Regions from separate parts of the Mus musculus genome. Here region 1 is linked to region 2. The links are chromatin contacts, called in public HiCAR-type maps. All regions are on one chromosome and are shown on one strand. Each heading gives the region's core, a stretch centred on a gene start, on an enhancer-like site or on the middle of the called end of the contact. The rest is flanking DNA. Distances are from core to core; before and after follow the strand shown.

What was found. HiCAR-type assays count read pairs that join an accessible place to other places.
Region 1: a HiCAR-type map of Th17 cells shows a contact between it and region 2, with 6 times the contacts expected there. The contact joins two enhancer-like sites. A contact is called at or near these places in 2 of 15 datasets of contacts at CTCF or cohesin (CD8 T cells and the NIH/3T3 cell line), 5 of 484 Hi-C or Micro-C datasets (8-cell embryo, Th1 cells, bone marrow-derived macrophages and 2 more), 17 of 115 datasets of contacts at active chromatin or transcription factors (the 230-238 cell line, CD8 T cells, the HPC-7 cell line and 11 more) and 3 of 9 other capture datasets (adipose tissue, liver and pancreatic islet).

What each region holds. Positions count from the first base shown.
Region 1 is chr11:4,421,271-4,423,970 of GRCm38.p6, forward strand. It overlaps Hormad2 (HORMA domain containing 2), which reads right to left. Exons shown (of 11, transcript NM_029458.1): 6 at 319-339. Among named protein-coding and RNA genes, the nearest start is that of Hormad2, 18 kb to the right of the region's middle. Within about 2 kb of position 1,426, at least 62 of the 459 cell types and tissues checked have an H3K27ac peak or open chromatin away from gene starts, as enhancers often do. A contact at or near this core is called in CD8 T cells, the HPC-7 cell line, the SCID.adh cell line and 3 more, where this site is marked.
Region 2 is chr11:4,287,694-4,290,393 of GRCm38.p6, forward strand. All of the region lies in intron 2 of Gm11958 (predicted gene 11958), which reads left to right. Among named protein-coding and RNA genes, the nearest start is that of Gm11958, 3.6 kb to the left of the region's middle. Within about 2 kb of position 1,423, at least 74 of the 459 cell types and tissues checked have an H3K27ac peak or open chromatin away from gene starts, as enhancers often do. A contact at or near this core is called in CD8 T cells, the HPC-7 cell line, the SCID.adh cell line and 3 more, where this site is marked.

The DNA of each region.
Region 1 (2,700 bases), core at 176-2,675, 130 kb after region 2:
GTATATAAAACTTCAAAAAAAAAGTCCACAAAACTTTCAAACAAAAGACTTTGGATCTGTTACATATCTAAAAATATATTTAAATCCTAAGCATTAATATGATATATTCTCTCATATGATATGTTCTCTCATATAATAATATATATGTCAAAGAAATATACTGAACATTTATAATATCTTAAGTTCTGATATATCCAATTTTGAAATGCTAAAATGTCATAAATCTCACGAGGGGAAGCGGGAAAGATGCCTGTTTAATGCTGTACTTGCCAAAAGTTCATGCAGAGACAGAGACTTGGCCTTTAAGTTTGTACTTACTGTTAATACTGCCATGTGTAGCTTCAAGAGAAAAGAAAACTCTGTTATTATATGTTTGTACTATAGTATTGACAATTCTGATGAAGACTAATTCAAATATTACTTCAGAGAGAAAATATTCAGAAGGTCAGAAAAAGGAACTAATTCACCCATTCAAACAATTTCTATTACAAACACTGGCTTTACTGGGACAAAAGAAGGATTATCAAAAAAAAGTTTCTTATTTTCTAATTCGGGAACCAAAAGATATGCAAAACAATCCATTATTGTTCAAAATTAAATGTACCACAAGAATCCCTAATAAGTACTCCTTTTAAAATTTACCAAGCAAGGTAAACAACTTAGAAACTCTGATGTGTCTCACAAACTCGTGCCTTTCTCTATACATCACAAAACTACAAAGACATTCTCTCAGCTTTAAAGAATATTGAATATACAGACATAAATAGAATCAACACTATGATAAATTCTTAAATATAAAACGTGAGGACCATAATTCTGTAGCAGTTGACTAAAACTTTAGTGCCACCTTGTGGCTATTTTAGCATATAACTGATTTTTTTTTTCTTCTTTATAACTGATTTTTATGACCACACAGTAAAACTATTAATAGTTTATTGTCACATTAAAAGAAGAAAGAATATGGCTAGCCGCTGATCTCAAGATGCATGCCGACTAGAAAGGGGAACTAACAGTAAGAAAATCACATGGCCACACTGTTATACTCAGGGTCTGCTGTGAAGAAACAACACAAAGTGTTAGGGGAACCCTCAAATGAGGGACAATTTTAGCGGCAGGACAAGATGGAGCTAGGCAGGCCATGCATAGGGTCTGGACAGACCTTTTTGAGCAAGAGGAACAGTATGTGGAAGATACTGGCATCCTAGAGAGTCTTCGTGTAGCCTGAGCATGGGAGTGAGGGAGGGTGTCTTAGAAAATCAATAGGGACATTCAGGCCTGCTCGATCGTGCAAACAGCTTTGAACACTTTTTTAAATTCCTGGGAAATTTTTAGGCATAAAGGATAACATGATCAGAGTTCAGTTTCTGAAAGAATGTAGTGTGGTTCACGAGCAGGAATTGTGAGAGATGAGAGGGGCAATAGGGGAAGTACCCAGAATTTCATAACTAGTAAGACCATGTTCTTCAACAGGACATCTTCCAAGGGCACTTGCTACTTGAAACCTGGTTTTACTTGAACTACTCTTTGTTTCTTTGGGTTTTCTTGAGACAGGGTTTCTATATAACAGTCCTGGTAGTCCTGGAACTCACTCAGTAGGTCCCACTGGCCTGAAACTCACAGAGACCTGCCTCTACTTCCTGAGTGCTGAGTTTAAAGGCTTGCGTCACCAGTGACCTGCTTTTTTATTCCTCTTCCTCCTCTTCCTCTTCCCCCACTCCTTTCTTCTTTGTAAGAAACAGGGTCTTGTCACCGCGTGGATGGCCTTGATCAGGACTGTTAGCTGAGATCTCTGGAGTGAAAGAGGGTCTTGTCACGCGTGGACGGCCTTGATCAGGTTAGCTGAGATCTCTGGAGCTGCCCTTCTGAAGGATTCAGAGTTTTTGCATAACTTAGTCCCAAGACATACCTGGCGAACCAGGAAATCTCCTGACTGAACTGCTTAGGTAATCGGCCTTCACACAACTCCTACATCAGATAAGAGGTTTTGCTATGCGGAAATTGTCTTGCTAAAAGTGCCTTTTTTGTGTAACAATAAAGAACTTATGAAAAGTTCCTAGGTGTTCAGTACTTCCGAGGCTAATCCATCCCGCTGCGCTGCCGAGAAGCCAAATTCATCCTGCAATGTCTCTTTCTCAACCCAGACCCCAGACAACCAATAATTTAGCAACAGGTACAGCTGAACCAGTAGATAACTAGCAATCATTAGCCCTCATATGAGCAACACTCACCTCCTGCCATGTCTCTAAGCCCTTCCCTGATCTGTCTTATCTTTGTATCCCTCTGTCCCCTGGGTCAAAATGGAATGAATGTGAGTAACTGTTCACCCAAGGTGGGAAGGAGTGAGGGACTCCGTGACTACATTACTGACACAATGGCAAGCCTCTTCACTGCAGCTTAACGTGGAGCTGACGAGTGAAGACTTGGGGGAATGGAGCAAGCATAGGAGCAGGGGTTTCATTCAGGTGCATCGCATCTCTTCAGCCAGACCTTGAGCCTTCATTCTTCACATTCTTCATTCGTGTCTACTGAAGCATGAGAGAGCATACGCACTTAAAATCTGGGCTGTGTCTTTTAAAAGTTCAAAGTTATACACAGGAGTTATAATTAACAAAATAAAATAGAGTAAAACTTCATTATTTAACTATTTCTTCTTTTCCATCTGCAAACCGAGTCACCGCTATTTAGAACATGTTCAACGTG
Region 2 (2,700 bases), core at 173-2,672:
AGGTTTCTGGACAAGAAAGGTTCCTTCAGGGAAGTGTCAGAGAGATGGGAGTTCTTCCTCTCTTGGGGGTGCCTCCTCATCTGCAGCCTTTGTAATCCCTGTGACAATCCTGTCCACTGTGGTGGTTTCCCAAGTTCTGTGAGGGGCTCAAACAAACTAACGGAAGGCAGGGAGGGAGTGTGGGAACCTGTTTTATAGTCGGCATGTGAGCAAAAACTCCTGGCATGAGCTGGAAGCAGACCCTACCGGTGAGCGGCGAGCTTGGCAGGACTGAGTGGATTCAAGAGCACCCAGCTGTGTCATGAACTTCCGAGTTGCTTGCTGGTGTGGTCACAGAAATGTTCAGAAGGAGAAACTGAGTCAGAGGTGGATTGGCTTCTTCCTTATGTAGCCTCAGACGCCCACCTCAGGTAGCCCGTTCTGTCACAGTCCTTTGTCCACGTTCCCATTCCTCTGCTCTCGGGGCTGACACAGACCAACTTCATTCAGCCTTTGGCTATGAAGCCTCTGCACATTTGAGGACATCTGTGTGAGTTTTCTCTATCATACTGAACAGCCTCTATGGGACATTGCCTCTGTGTGTGTGTGTGTGTGTCTGTGTGTGTGTGTCTGTGTAAGTGTATGTGTGTGTGGCTGTGGCTGTGTGTGCGTGCATGTGGCTGTGTGTGTATATGTAAGTGTATTTGTGTGTGGCTGAGTGATGTGGCTGTGTGTGTGGCTGTGTGTAAGTGTGTATGTGTGTGTGTGTCCAAGTGTGTGTGGCTCTGTGTGTGTGTATGTGTTTCTGTGTGTGTGTGTGTGTGTGTGTGTGTATGTGTGCCTGTGTGAGTGTATGTCTATGTGGCTCAGTGTGTGTGTGTGTCTGTGTAAGTGTATGTGTGTGTGGCTGAGTGATGTGAATCTGTGTGTGTGCATGTGGCTGTGTATGTGTATGTGTGTATGTGTAAGTGTGTGTGTGTGGCTGTGTGTAAGTGTGAGTGTATGTGTGTCCAAGTGTGTGTGTGTGTGTGTGTGAACCCAGGGTTTTGCACATTCTAGGCAAGGTTCTATCAGCTAACCCAGGATGCATGACCTAAATGTGGAGCTGGTCTCCTGCTCCTGCAGAATCCCAGGCCTTCTGTCACCTGCCATGTCAGCTCAGAGCCAACAGGGCTAAAGGAGAGTGGTGGAGTCCAGGAGCCCCAACACCTTGGCTGCCTCTACAAACCTCAGCTTATCTCCCACTGAACAGAGAAGACACCTTCAGGCCTTGTTTGTGCTGTGACCCCACAGAGAGCAGAAGCAAGGTGAAGTCACAGACCAAGACAGCACAAGAAGTGCCATTATGCCCTGCTTAGCCCTGTCCTAGAACCTTCGTCGCTGGCCAGGGATTGAATTCTGACTCTAGAGACAGAACTGTAAGGATGCCACACCTGCCTTAGAGAACAAAGCAGTCATCCGTCTACAGTGCAGAAACACTGGCTAGAGAGTCCCAGTCATGGGGTGGGAGGACAACAAAACAAAACAATTTCAATGACAACACAGTGGCATTGGCTGCCTTCAGATTCAGGACCCATAAATCCCAGGGCATCAGGGACTCAGGGGCCAAGGCAGAAAGGAAGAGATTGTAGGACTTCTGAGACTGGAGGCAATGGAAGGATGAGGGAGGCCCTGTGGATTCAGTGTTGGTAGAGTGTGATCTGCATGGCCTATGCCCAGGTCCCTGCCTCTCTCTCACACCCACCTCCTCTTTCACTTTCTCTTGTGGCTTCTGTTTCCTTCCTCCCTTCAAAGCTTGTGAGCTATCACCTCGGGAGCCTCTCTCTGTCTTTTCTTGGAATTTGCCCAGGAGGTGACACCTGCTCTTCTGTTTCGATTTCTCCTCAGGCATCAGTGTTTCCCCAGGGAGGCCCAGGAACAGGGTTTCAGGGGGAGGACAGCAGGCCATCCTAACAGACAGGAAGGCAGGCATGTGTCACCTGGGCTCACAAGTCCCCCTGATCGCCTGCCCTGCGTCCCTCCACGTGCTTGCTGATGTCCTGACGAACTGTTCACAGATCTGACCTCCCTGATGTATGAGTTCTGTCAAATCTAAACCTTAAACTTTTCTTCCCTCCCAGACAGCCTCTCCCTATGGAGTTCAGGCTAGCCTCAGGCTGGCCTCTCCTGTCCCTGCCACTGTGGAGCTCAGGCTAGCCTCAGGCAGGCCTCTCCTGTTCCTGCCACTGTGGAGCTCAGGCTAGCCTCAGGCTGGGCTCTCCTCTCCCTGTCACTGTGGAGCTCAGGCTAGCCTCAGGCTGGACTCTTCTGTCCCTGCCTCTGAAGTGCGGGGACAACAGGTGTGCACCACCATGCTTGCCTCTAGCCTTCTCTTTTTGACATAGCTTTATAGAGATAGGGTGCTCCACCATTCAACCCTCTCATTCAAAAGGGCAGTTCAGTGGCTTTTAATGTATTCAGATGTATACCTACAACCACAGAGAATTTTAGAACATTTTTTGTAACTGTAAAAATAACCATGGCTTGGCATGGTGGCACAGATCTTTGATTCTAGTACTTGTGAAGTTCAGGCTCACATAGCCTGGGCTACTGTCCTAATACAAAAAAATTCACATAAATGCACTCATTTGAGTAGCCTTTGAGGACCAATGTCTGTCATTTAAGTTAGTGTTTGCAAAGATGGCCCTGCTGGAACATAGTTTCTTTTTTCTGTTCTTTCTT